Linked DNA regions of Sus scrofa: region 1 is linked to region 2. Evidence: chromatin contacts called from public Hi-C data. All regions are on one chromosome and are shown on one strand. The core of a region is the stretch at or near the end of the contact, and the rest is flanking DNA. Distances in the headings are between cores, read along the strand shown. Region 1 holds the start of ORAI1 (ORAI calcium release-activated calcium modulator 1). Region 2 holds the start of RHOF (ras homolog family member F, filopodia associated).

What was found. A called contact is a pair of places that touch in the nucleus more often than the background predicts.
Region 1: a Hi-C map of liver shows a contact between it and region 2, with 2.6 times the contacts expected there. The contact joins the promoter of ORAI1 here to the promoter of RHOF in region 2. A contact is called at or near these places in 1 of 5 promoter capture datasets (liver), 6 of 47 Hi-C or Micro-C datasets (alveolar macrophages, heart right ventricle, liver and 2 more) and 2 of 2 datasets of contacts at active chromatin or transcription factors (alveolar macrophages and skeletal muscle).

Annotation. Positions count from the first base shown.
Region 1 is chr14:31,024,203-31,030,539 of Sscrofa11.1, reverse strand. ORAI1 (ORAI calcium release-activated calcium modulator 1) reads left to right here and starts at 2,532. Exons shown (of 2, transcript NM_001173519.1): 1 at 2,532-2,855. The coding sequence starts at 2,547.
Region 2 is chr14:30,894,338-30,901,348 of Sscrofa11.1, reverse strand. RHOF (ras homolog family member F, filopodia associated) reads right to left here and starts at 4,949. Exons shown (of 5, transcript NM_001123190.1): 1 at 4,812-4,949; 2 at 4,418-4,505. The coding sequence starts at 4,949. It overlaps LOC110256740 (a long non-coding RNA gene), which reads left to right and starts at 97. Exons shown (of 6, transcript XR_002338657.1): 1 at 97-199; 2 at 333-414; 3 at 564-647; 4 at 799-868; 5 at 1,599-1,857; 6 at 2,005-2,437.

The DNA of each region.
Region 1 (6,337 bases), core at 1,283-3,782, 130 kb before region 2:
ACCAAAGATACCTCATTATCTTTTTCCTTGAACCTGTTCCTATTGGGGATCTCCGGTGGGAGAGATCCTGTGAGAGGCCTTGGGTGATAAGGAAGTAATTTAAATAGACGGAAGTTTGCTCTCAAGACACTCATATGCTGGGAGCCACCGCCCGCCCGCCCCCCCCCGCCAGGTCAATGCATAAACTAGGTGATTTCAAGTATTGTAGTGATCAGAACTATAAAGGAAATAAAACAGGGTGAGATGGCAGAACATAAAATGGGGACTACTTTAGATAGAGAGGAAACATCTCTTTTTAGAGATAATAGTTGAACTGAGACACAGATGGTAAGTGAAAGAAGTTAACAAGAACAAAGGCCACCAAAGAAACAAGCTCAGTGGGGTGAGATTTCAAATGTCAAGTCTTCATAAAAACAGGCCTCTGAGAGAACCCCAGAGACTTTCGGGGCGGGGGTTCAGTTTTATCGCATAATGTGGGTGAGTGGAGGGACGCCCTCTGGTGGTGACAAGACTTAAATTTCACACGGCGGACCTGGAAGCCGCATGCCTGTGACTTGATTCTGGGCTAATTGAGTTTCACTCATTCCTGTCTCTCCCACACTTATTCATTCAACAGATATTTACTGAGCAGTGTGCCAAGCAATACTCCAGAGTTGTGAAACCAGCAGTGAAGGTCCGTGCGTTCCTAGAGCTGATACCTTAGGGAAATCGCTGTTTTCTTCTGCCCCTGGAGAGCAGATGCCCTCTTCTTCGTTTTGCTGGTTCAGGTCTCAGCTCAAAAGTAACCAAATCAGGCATAGCAAAAACCACTTCAACTAGGAACCATGTAGTCGCGTGTTTGATACCTGGCCTCGCTCAGTAGGTTGAGGATCTGGTGTTGCTGTGAGCTGTGGTGTAGGTCTCGCAGATGTGGCTCAGATCCTGCGTTGCTGTGGCATAGGCCAGCAGCCCTAGCTCTGATTCAACCCCTAGCCTGGGAACCTCCATATGCTATGGGTGTAGCCCTAAAAAGAAAAAAAAAGTGACCAAATCAGAAAGATGTGAACTTATTTTGTTGATTGCCTGTTCTTTTCACTAAAATATACGATTCCATGAAAGTTACCATTTTCTTGGAATACCTCAGCCTGGTGCACAGTACATTTATTGGATAGGTGTATTAACCGGTACCGTGGCTTTTGTTCCAGACGCTGGTGAATTGTAAGTGAACGAATTGGACAAAACAGACCAAAATACTTAACCTAAAATATAAAAAGGCCTCGGAGTTCCGGAGTTCCCGTTATGGCGCAGTGGTTAACAAATCCGACTAGGAACCATGAGGTTGCGGGTTCGGTCCCTGCCCTTGCTCAGTGGGTTAACGATCCGGCATTGCCTTGAGCTGTGGTGTAGGTTGCATTCGCGGCTTGGATCCTGCGTTGCTGTGGCCCTGGCGTAGTCTGGCGGCTACAGCTCCGATGAGACCCCTAGCCTGGGAACTTCCATATGCCGCGGGAGCGGCCCAAAGAAATAGCAAAAAGACAAAAAAAAAAAAAAAAAAAAAAAGGCCTTGGAGTTCCCTGGAGCCTCAGGTGGTTAAGGATCCAGAGTTGTCACTGCCCTGCTCAGGTTCAATAACTGCCTCCTCCTCAACTTACACATGCTGAAAGCGAAGCAGAAAAAAAAAGGCGCTTCTAAGTTTTTCAAATTAAAATCGTAGCCCTGCACTACCCATGTTCCTTTTCCCTGCTTTATTTTTTCTATACATCTGTCACCTTCTAAACGATTATAATTTACTCAGTGTTTGCACCGCTCCTCCACTAAAATGTAAGCTCCATGTAGCGGGCAGGAGATTTTGTCCATCTTTTTCACCAACCTAGCCTCAGTGCCTAGAGCAGTGTTGGCACCCAGTAGGTGCTCAATAAATACAGAATTAACTTTAGATCACAGCCGCTCTTTCTCCTGCAGGTCTTGAGTCACCTTGTTCCAAGGGGGAAGGAAATTAGCTTCAGCAGGCGCCCAGAGGTGACCTCAGGTGGCCCGACCCAGCAGTCGGAGCTCCGAGAGAAGGGCCATTGGAGCAGCTGTGGAGATGGGAGGCGCTCGGAGAGGCCCCGGGGGCTGGGGTGCTTCCAGGAAGAGAGGCGGGTGCAGTCAGCGCGGGCATAGGACTGTGGGTGGTGCTGTCGGAACAGAGAAGTCACGTGACTCGCGTTGCTCGCCCCCCCCACGCTTCCTCCTGGGCGGGGCTTGAGTGGGCAGGACGCATGCAAATAAGCCAGGGGCGGCAGCCAATCCTGGAGCGCGCCGAGGGGCCCTGGGATCCTGGACGCTGGCTCACGCGCAAGCTCTCGTCTCTGCCGCCCCCGGCTTTTGCCAGCGGCGAGACGGCCCTGAGAGCTGGATCTGTAGTCGCTTCCTCGACCTCCTTGTTTTCCGCGGCCGGCCGGTTGAGGCCGGACCCGCGCGGGGGGCAGGCGGCGGCTGCTTCAGCAGAGGCGGAGGTGCGGCGGGGGCGGGGGCCGCTGCCCTCGGAGGCGCCCGGGCCGGCCCGCGCCTTTGCAGCGTGCTCCATGCATCCGGAGCCCGCCCCGCCTCCGAGCAGCAACAGCCCTGAGCTTCCCCTCAGCGGCGGCAGCACCACCAGCGGCAGCCGCCGGAGCCGCCGCCACAGCGGGGACGGGGAGCCCCCGGGGTCGCCGCCGCCGCCGCCGCCGCCGCCCGCGGTCACCTACCCGGACTGGATCGGCCAGAGTTACTCCGAGGTGATGAGCCTCAACGAGCACTCGATGCAAGCGCTGTCTTGGCGCAAGCTCTACTTGAGCCGCGCCAAGCTCAAAGCCTCCAGCCGGACCTCAGCTCTGCTCTCCGGCTTCGCCATGGTGAGCTCGGGCAGCCTGCCCTGCCCTGCCCCCTTTCACGTCCTGGCCACTGCCACTCGCAGCCCCGACGGGACCCGTGGGGGATCTAGCTGAGCGAGCTGGGGTTGAAAGGGAAGAGCTGGGAGAAAGCTGCCGTGGACGCGGGAGGGGGCCAGAGGTGCTGGACGTGAGGAAAGAGGGGCGATCATTGACACCCGATGTGGGAGATTGGGTGTCTTACTATGTGCAGGGTTGGAGGGCTCAGGTGCCTTCAGGTGGACCAGCTTGATGCAGCTTGGTCCTCGACGTAGATCTGTCTGTAAGAAGACAGTCCCACATATGTTCTGGGGGCAAGGAAAGTCATGAGCGGTCTGATCTCTTTGAGAACAGGTGGCAGGAGGTTGGGAGAAGGACCCCCGAGTGTCTCCCTTGTGCCCCCACATTTGAGGCTAGCAGGAATTTGCCAGGTTCTTTGATTACCTAGTAGAGGGGATTTCCTCACAGCCTTGCTCCTGCTGCGTTTTCCGAGAGCCTCAGCCCAGGGGGGTTGACAAACACTCCCCACCCGCAGTTTCTTCTTCAGAAACTTGCCACTGAGTCACTGGGTGTGGGGGAGGAGCATGGGACATGTTCCCGTTGAATGGGCTCGTTCTTGATTTAGGGGGTAGGCCTAGTGTCCTCTGCCAGGGCGGGCTGGATTGGAGTGAGAACTAGCCTTGAAGGTGGGATGGGTGAGGCTGAGGTTGGGCTGAGAAGTGACCCCGTGGATGCCCTCAGGCCAGGAATCTTGGCGTCTACCCAGGCAGGGAGCTAGAAAACAATTCATGGTTCTCGCCTTCAGTGACATCAGCCCGCCTGAATGGGGTCTGCCCCCACCCCAAGATCTCTAGCCCACAGCACTCCTGCCTCACCCATGAGTGAGCTAAGCTTTTGGCCTTGAAGGAGGGAGTGGCTGCACCCTTGTGTTTTCTTGGGAAGGCGTTGTGTCTGGTACTCTCCCAGAGTCTCACAAACAAGTGGGTGATGCACAATGCACAGGAACAAGAAATTTTTGGAGGCCCTAAGCAGGCCCTCAGCACCCCAGGCCTCAGTGGAAAAGCCAGAGGATTGAGGGAGGGAACGAGCTCTGCCCCTTGCTGTCCCCTTGATCTCAGACTGATTCCTCTGTGGGCCTTGATTTCTGAATTGTAAAATGAAGGCTGCTACTCAGAAGTTTCTCAGACTAGCAGTAGCTGAGGGAGCCCTTGAGAGAGGGTGTGTGTGTAAGGGAGTGGCACTCTAGTTTTTAGTTTAGGTCCATATGACAGGATTCTGTTATCAGCCCCAAATCCTAGGAAGAGCTGACACTTACGAAGCACCCATTAGGTGCTAGGCACTGTGTAGGTTCCTTGACTCCCCCACTAAGTCCTCAACCCTTTGATGTGGTTTTGTCAGGGGACTTAGGTGCTGAATCAGGATTTGAACCCGAGTCTGCTGGCATCCAAGACTCTTTTGGGCACTTGTGCCGTTTGTGGTGTGTGGAGTTCCAATCAACATCCAGCCAGGGACATGTTAGGACCAGGCCTAGTAGGGAATGAGAAATAGAGCAGAGAAGCTTCTTTTAAGCAAAGTAAGATGTTACAAGTAGGTGGAAGGGAGTGACACCATGGCTATCAGCTTTTCACAGCAGTGCTCTGAGTTTCGGATGGGGGAGTGCCTATTTGCCTTTTTCTTGGGGTCATAAATTCATAGCTGCCCAGGCTCCTTCCCACCCCAGAGGAAGTGAGGAGCTGACGGGGACACTTTCCTGTCTTCTCAAGTCCTCTCTCAGAAGCCGGGCCTCCTAATCAAATGTCACCTCCCTCTTCCTCTTGCTAAAAACAGTGTGGGGGAAGTCGGGCAGCCTGGCTAGCCAGCAGCATTTGGTGGGCCTTTATTGTCCCCAGACTGTTTCTGGGGGACCTGTATGTTACCCACTGAGGGTGGAAAGGCTTCCTGGCTCCACTGATGAAAGTTCTGCTAGCAGGAAGGCTGAACCCTGTGACAGCTTCCATTCTGAGGACTTAGTGGGGGAGTCAAGAAAGTAACTGTGTTTGCCGTGAGTGTGGAAATCTGTTGGAGAGGTGGGGCTGGGGTGGGGAATAGGGCTCAGCAGTGCAGATCTGCCTGCGCCCCACCCCCACCACAGACATCCAGCCTTGTGAAGGAAGGGGTGCCCTGTGGCCCAGTGCCATGGAAACAGAGTGAACAGCTTTCCTGGACTCCTCTCCCTTGGCCTGTGAGTCAGCACCTCCAACTTCCTGCCCCCAGAGGGCTTCCTTCCTAAGGACCTGGAAACCCAGAGGAACTGACATGATGTGACCTTTGATCTCCAGGGGTGGGAGACTTGGTGAGGATGCCAGGCTCACCTGCTCAGAAAGGTGAGATCAAGGGGGGGGGGGTCTCCCAAGAGCCTGGAGGGGTTGGAGAGACTCCCCTTTCATGGGTGGAAGGGCCTGGCCAGGTGCCCTGTGCTGGGGAAATAGGCTGTGGGGCCTCAGACAAGCAGCCTTTTCTCTTTGGAGCCAATTTTCTCATGTGTACAAAGGAGGCGCATACACTGCTCTCACATGGACTTGCATGAGGATTCATTTACCAAGTCTGATTGGCCCATGAGGGATTGAGGAATTACCGGGGACTGATGATGTACACCTTAGCTGGACCCTCTAGTCTGTAGATAAGATTCCCACCTTTGACAGCATTTCTACAAACTACAGGCCTTGGGAGTTCCCGTTGTGGTGTGGTGGAAATGAATCCGACTACTATCCCTGAGGACGAGGGTTCAATCCCTGGCCTTGCTCAGTGGGTTAAGGATCTGGCATTGCCTCGAGCTGTGGAGTAGGTCACAGACGTGTCTCGGATCCCTCGTTGCTGTGGCTGTGGTATAGGCTGGCAGCTATAGCTCCGATTCAGCCCCCTAGCCTGGGAACTTCCACTTCCATATGCCATGGGCATGGCCCTAAAAAGCAAAAATAAATAAATAAATACAAACCTCAGGCCTTGTCTAGGCTCAGCATCCAGACTACAAAACCAGGAACCCTGGAGATGGCAAGTGATAAGCACTCTGCAAATGCTACTTGAGCCAAGGGTACCCTGGGCTAGGACCGGGGCCTTCCTTGCCTCACTTTACCTCAGCAAGAAGCAGCCAGCCTCGGCCTGTCCCTGTCCCCCATGGGGCCATGGCCAGCACAGGCTACGATCTTAGTTTGCTAGGGAGGGCAGCCTGTAACGTTAGCCTAAGCAGAAGATAATTGGGAAGGTCAGCTTGCTGCCGTAAACAAAATGCTTTCCATGACCTGGGATCAATTATTTTTGGATTATCTGCCTCCTCAAGTTCTCCGCCAGCCAACACCCTTTTGTTCCCAGGTTCCAGTGCAAGTTCAGAAGCTGCTTGGGATTTCTCAGAAAATGAGTTGGAAGGAAGGGCTCAAATCATAAGACATTGTTGGAGTTCCTGTTGCGGCACAGTGGCTAACGAATCCAAC
Region 2 (7,011 bases), core at 3,700-6,199:
ATTTCTCGGCAGTGCTCGCTCATCACATGCCAGGCCCCATTTGAAGCCCTTTACCTGCATAGTCTCCTCCTTAGTATGACTCCTCACTTGTGACTATTGTCATCCCCAATTTACAGACACAGAAACTGAAGCAGAGAGGTGAAGTGACTTGCCCAGTGCACACAGCCAAAGGAAGCTTCCTAAAGCAGAGGACCAGAGGGTAGGGAGCTATTCTCACCCTGCAAGCCCCAGCCCTGACCCAGTGAGGAAAAGGTGCTAGGACGGGAATCTTAAGAGAGGGAGGGACTCTGGGAGAGGATGGGGAGCAGCCCAGACCCCAACTCCTCCTCTAGGCTGCCTTCTTAGCCTGACTGTGCCCACCTCAGCTTTCTCCAGGATCCAGTAGGAGCCTCCACACAGGGAGCAGGCCTGCAGGTAATGGACTTCCCAGTGCTGCTGAGCTTCTGTCTCCCAGAGGGGCATCTAGTGTCTAGTGTCACGCCCCTCCCCTGGGAGTCCAGGACAGCCGGGCTCCCCTCAGACTCATGTTCCTTATTCCTGCCCCTTCCCTCCCTGGGCCTCAGGTTCCTTATCTGGAAAAGGGGCTAATAACCCTGCCCTTGGTATTGAAAGTAAAGAACCTTGTGGCTGAGCAATGCCTGGCAAAGGTGAGGGCCTGTGGTTACCACCGAAATAGAAACTCCCAAGGGACAGGGGTCCTGGGGGGAGGCGGGAATTCTAACCCCACGTCTTTGGACCCACAAGCTTCAGGGGGCCTACCAGCCACAAGGTGATGTGATTACCCTCATTTACCCACAGTGATGCCAAGGTTTAAAGGGGCAAGTGATCTCCCCAGAGGTGAACAGGGCTCCCACTCTGGCCTCTGCAGGTGAGTGGGCTCCAAAGGTTAAAAAGACTCCCGAGTTATGCGCAAAAGGATGCATTTGTTTCTGGCGAGGAAAGACCTTCTGGGGCGTGGCTCCCCTTGAAGCCGACCATCTTCCTGAGGCTGGTGGTGCTGTGGGGCGGGAGGAAGTGAGGCCCTGCCTCACGCGAGGGTATTTCCTTTGTGGGAAACTCTGCCAGGGCAGTCATCTTGCCAGGGGCAGGGTCTCTAAGGCCTGGGGCTTGGTTGAGGAGGGGCCGCAGTGGTCCCCAAATATCCCAGAGGACATCCACAGGGCACATTGTTCCCAGCTTCAGCTGGGGCATTGGTCAGGGGAGGGGTGCAGGCAGTGTGAGAAAGGGAAGCTGCCAGAAGGGGAACCCGCTTTTACTAGTGCTACTGGGGCCCACCCACCTGCATTTCCTCCCTGGAGATGGGAGTAGCTGGGGCTGGGGCAGCCTGGCTCTGACAGACCAGCAGCATCAGCTCCCCAGCCCCAGGGCTCCTGGCTCCTAGACACCCCTCTTGTCCCTGATTCCGGTCTGAGCAACTGCTTTGCCCCCCATTTTTCCTACTGTTCCCACCTCAGGCTGGGAAGGGGACCACAGCTCGCCACCTCCCAGTGCAACCCCACCCCATCCTGCGAGGCCCCAACCCTGGGCCCCACCCCAGGGCCCAGACAGCTCTGTCTCTTGTTGGTGTCTTCACATCCCGCCTCCCCCTCTCTGCCCAGGAAACGTCAGACTTCACCGCAGCTTCCTGCCGGCAGATGAACTGCTAGGGCAATGGGTGCTCACAGCCCCTGCCCCTCTTCACCTTTGAGCACTGAGAGCTCCGTCACCCCTCCATCCACCCTCCCGCCGCCGCTGCAGTGTCTGTAACTGCTTCCGCAGGATGGAGACAAGTGGCCAGACTGTCCTCCCACACAGACCCCTGCAGCCAAGGTCCTGGGTGTGGAGAAATTCAGCATACCAGAGGCCTGGGCACCATTGGTTGGTTGGAGGGATGCTCCCCTGCCCCCACCTTGTGCCCCCGCCATAGGTTTTAGCCCATCAGGTTCTAGTACTTTCTACAACAACCTTTACTAGACTCATCTCCATCTTGGTCTCTGCCTTCACTTAGTCTCTGTCTTTCTCTAGTTGGTCACCTGGCCATCCTTCCTGCCACTGTCTCCTGGTATCTGTCCACCCCAGAGGGAGAGATGAGACTCATCATCTTTATCACAAAGGACCTTCTCCAGGGTTGTCTCTGCACCCAGGCTTCTTCCTCACTCATTCATTACACAAGCCTCGCTCTAGGACCAGCCGTGCTGGTACTGGCGGATGGAAGAAGAATGACCCAGGCTTTCCTTCAGCTCCTCCCCACAGTGAGACTTTCTCAGTCACAGCAGACACCCCTGATGGAGCAGCCATGTCTCTCCCCTCAGAGCACCCCTCCTGGGCTGTCCTGCTGACTGTGAGGCCGGTCTTCTCCCTCTGGGACTGACTCCACCAAGAGGTTCGAACCCCAGCTCTGCTTTTCTGCTGCCTGGAACGGTCCCGCTGGGAAAGCAGGGGTGGGGACTGGCACAGAGCTTGGTAGGCCAGGGTTCAGAAGAACAGGCGTGGGCTCGGGCCTGGGCCTGAATGGCAGTGGGGGGGGGGCAGGGAGTTAAAATCACAGTGATGGCACTTAGTCCCTTCCAAGAGCCAGGCCCTGACCTAAGTGCTGTACATCACAAGAATCTGATTTAATCCTCATGACTATTTTAGCCCTGATTACAGAGAAGGAAACTGAGGCCCAGGTGTCCCCAGTGACACAGCCAAGGGGGCTGGCTTCAAAGCCCAGGACTGACTCCGAAGCATGTGGCAGGAAGTTGTAGGCAGGGTCATCATGGCCCCCGGTGGTCTCTGCTTCTGATGACTTGGGAAGGACTTCCCCTATCCCTCCCACTGTGGCTGTTAGTGAAAATCCTTCCCAGAACCTCCACAGGACAATCTACTCTGATAAGTTCTTTGAGTGTCTTTCTCTGAGTGAGGCCAGAAAGACCAGAAGTGGTCCATGCACTCGGTCTGATGAGGGAAGCTGCAGTGAACAGTGAACCCCGGGGATGTGAGGGCAGAGGACCGAGGAGAAACTAAAAGCTTCGCTCCGACTCTCCCTACTCTACAAGCACCCCACCCACAAAGTGGGGTTAATGAACCTGCCCCTACTTGGGTCTGGGACAAGGAACATGTGAAACTAAAAGCATTCCAGATGCCACAATTTTTACTGCTCTTGTGGCCACGCCCTGGGAATTCCTCAGAAGCCTTTGGCTTTCCCAGTCCATAAGGCTGGAGGCCTGGTCCTGGTCTGGGGCCAGCCCTGCAGGGCCCTCATCCAACAAGAGAGGGTCCCTAGAGGCCATTGTAGTGGGGGGACACACCCCTACAAAGTCAGGAATGGAGGTGGGGCAGGGAGAGCCCTTTTCCCCATCATCTCCGGGGTGGAATGAGAGATACTACGGGCAGCCTTGTGCGGGTGGGGTGGGGGGGAGGTGATCCTGGATTTTAGCCCCATCCAAGGCCAGTCAGAAGACTTCACCTCCAACATACAAGGCCTGGCTAACAGGGCAAGGAGCACCTGATGACATGGTTCCACACAGGTCACTAAACACTGAGTCACAGAGGCTGGGTGAGGCCCCAGCTGGGAATCCTGACCTTTGCCCCTAGTGCTGATTCAGCCAAGAGGGGAGTCAGGGCAGCATGGAAGCTCCCCCAGGGTACTAGGTACCCAAATCCTTCCATTGGCCATGCTCTTCCCACCCATCCCCCAACAATAGGAAGGATAATGACTGTGCCGCAATTAGCATAAATACACTTGCCTTAGGAGCTGCAGGTGGCAGAGAGCCTTATTTTGCCAGCCAACCGCCCCCCCCCTCCCCCCGCCACAGCTCTGTTCCTTCTTCAGGGCCTGATTCCTTCCCAGGGAACCAAGAAGAAACAGAACTGTAGCCACAGAATTCTAGAATCACAGGCTCAAAATTGTAGATCACAGAGTTCCAGATCCATGCCCATGGAATCCCAGAAACACGAGATTCAGAATTTATACCCATAGGGCCCTGGAGCCTCAGGACTGCTGGCCACAGAATCCTGGAGTCACAGAGTATTCTGGAACATAGGACCCAGAAATGCAGCCCACTGAATCGTACGCACCAGGGGACTCAAATCTGAAGCCCACGGAATCTTAAGAGATCACAGCATGTAGCACACAAAATCCTGAAACTTTGGTAAGCAGAAGCAAAGCCCACGGCTTTCTAGAACCACAGGAGAGGAACGAAGCTGTGAGCTCCCGGGAGGACATCAGCACTAGGAGGTGCCCCTGGAGCTCACCTCCTCCAAATACTCGGCCTCCAGCACCACCCAGCTAGGCGGTGGTCAACTGGCTCCCAGCCAGCGCCCCTCCGCGGCCTCCAGGAGTGACAGGATGTCAGAGCCCCAGAGAGACTGGAGGGCGGGGACGTTCCGCGGGGGATGCCGGTCAGGGAAACCCTTCCGGCAGACCCTAGGACCCCGGCTGCGCAGGCGCACTCACCGGCAGTGTCGTAGAGGTTCAGGGTCACCTCCTTGCTGCCCACCGTCACTCTGGCTGTGTACTTCTCGAACACGGATGGGGCATAGTGCTGTCGGAGGAGGGGTCGGGTTGTGGTTCTTAAGGGGTGCGACGGGAGCCCAGGGCCCAACTGGACCCCCATCCTCCACCTTCATCCCCTCATTCTGCTGGGCCCAGACATCTCTTTGCTAGGCTCTGGAATTCCCGAGGGGGCGCCCCGGGGTGACAGCCGCTTCTCCGTGCGCAGGATGCTGAGGACCTGGACCCGGGGCTCAAGCTGAAGACCGTTCCTCGTCCCCAGTGGTCCCAAGTCCATCCCCACCGCCCCTAACCTACCTGCCTCCAGTCTTCCCCCCCACCCCGGGGCGGGCCTCACCTCGGGGAAGGAGCCCTGGCTGTACACCATGAGCAATGAAGTCTTGCCGCAGCCGCCATCGCCCACGATCACAATCTTCAGCTCCTTCCGGCCCGGGCCTGGCGCGGCGGTCGGGGCCGGGGCCCCAGGGGTGTCCATAGCCCGCAGCCGGCAGCACTGGCGGCAGCGCGCAGGGAAGAGCGCTGGGGTTGAGCGAACGAAGCGGGGGCGGGCCCGGAGGCGGGGCTAAAATGAGCCCCGCCCTCGGAAAAAGACACCACCTCCGCCAGGCAGTCAACCGGGTCGACCTCCCAGCCTGTTTCCTTCCTGCTAGGGTCTCAGGCCAGTCTTCACTTTTCATTCCCAGGGAAACTGAGGCAACTGAAAAAGCGCTCAGCCGCAAGCGCAGCTCCTATTCCCCCCCCACTAGTCACGGCGCGCCCCCAACCGGCAAGATACGACGTTTCCATTCCTCCCTACCCAGCACCTTTGATTGGCAGACTGTCTTCGGGCACGGACCCTCTGATAGGCCGACTCGGCCTCCTCCAATCCGACAAGGACCCTTTGATTGGCGGATTGTCTCCCAGCGGGTTCGAGGAGTCTAGATCTCAAGCTCTCAGCTTTGCCCCGCCCCAACTAGGTGGCCTAGGGGAAGTCTGACCTCTCCCCCAAGAAAGTAGCGTCGGCGGTGCCAGGGAAGATCAGGGTATGGAGGTCGTGTCTGCCCATCAGATACCTGCTTGTGTGCGGGGATCAGCAGTTACGCTTACCTATCACTCCGCCCCCAAAGGTGGAGGTCTGGCGCCCTCTGCCGGGCGATTGCCTCGGCGCCGCGAATTTGGAAACAGGTGAGCGGCCCCAGAACAATACCCTTTCGAGGGTTGGCCCCAAACCACGCAAGCTGAAGCCTCTTTCTAGCAAGGCCCAGAACCGTGAACCAAGCAAGACTTCGTCGAGGAGGGAACGGGGAAAGCGAGGGTAGATCTAGTTGAGATCAGCTGGGCCCTGTTCTGCCCACTTTGGAGACTAACAACCCCTCTCCCACAAAGAAATTTGTGTTCTTCAGCCAGCAGCCACACACATCCTTAATCCCAAGCTCTCTCCCCATCCCTCCCAACTCCTCACCAAAGCTATTTATTGAGCCTTGGCCCTGGACAGGTACTCTCAGGATGGCTGGCTGAGATCACCCCTGCCTTCCAACCCTTACCTCCTTGCGACCTCGGGCTGTCTTTTGCCCAGAGGTCAGGAGTGGCAGAGGGAACCCCTGGAGCAAGTACATGCCAAGCAAGTACCCAGACATGGCTAGGCGAGAGAGGTCTTTCCCAGCTGGGTAGGACCACTAGTAGTTCCCTCAGGAAAGGGCTGGCAGCACTCAGGATCTTCTTAACCCCACTTCACCTGGAAGATTCCCCACTTCCAAGTTCTCAACAAGGATCAGGTAAACTCTACTACGGAAAGGAAACTGCCAACCTGGCAGTTCCATAAATGCCAGGTGGAGGTTTTCAACAGCTGCAAGGCCTGATCTGATCACCAGATGGCAGCAGCGACCACCCCTGGAAGTCCCCAAAGAGCCCAGCGCTGGGAAGAGAAGGGCCAGCTCAAAGTAGTTAAGTGGAAAGCCTTTTCCTGTCCCTGGGCCAGAAGACATTTGCTGGGTCAAGCACTCCTGGACGAATTAACAGCCATCCATTCATTCCTTTTTTGCAGCACAAGTTTATTGAGAGGGAATTGTGTTCCTGCCTCTGAGGAACTCAGTCTTGGGGGAAGCGTTCTGAGATGTGAACAATTTAGACACCAGAGCCTCTAGGGTTCAGAGAAGGTTGAGAGGCAGGCAGCACATGAACCAAGCTTGTCAGTGCTGGCAGGAAAGGCCAGCAGAAGTAGGATGGGTACCCAGCCTGGGTAAGTGTATGGTGGCTAGACATCATATCAGGTTTGGCAGTGGCTGGGGAGTGAGGGAGGCCAGACATGATTGTCAAGTTAGTAACCAGGGTTAGATCGTGGAGGCCTGGTTGCCAGGCTCAAGAGGGGTGCTGGACAGAGGCTCTTAACAGGAGAGGAGCCCAGACAAAGCTTTTCCCATGACCAGGGAGGAGCTGTGATTGGCTGGTGAGGCTGGGACAGGGCTGGGGTGCACAGTGGCAGCTGGAAGCTAGCAAAAGAGGAGGGAAACAGGTCCAAATACATGTCAGAAGTGAGATTCCTCAGGACCACTGGAGCG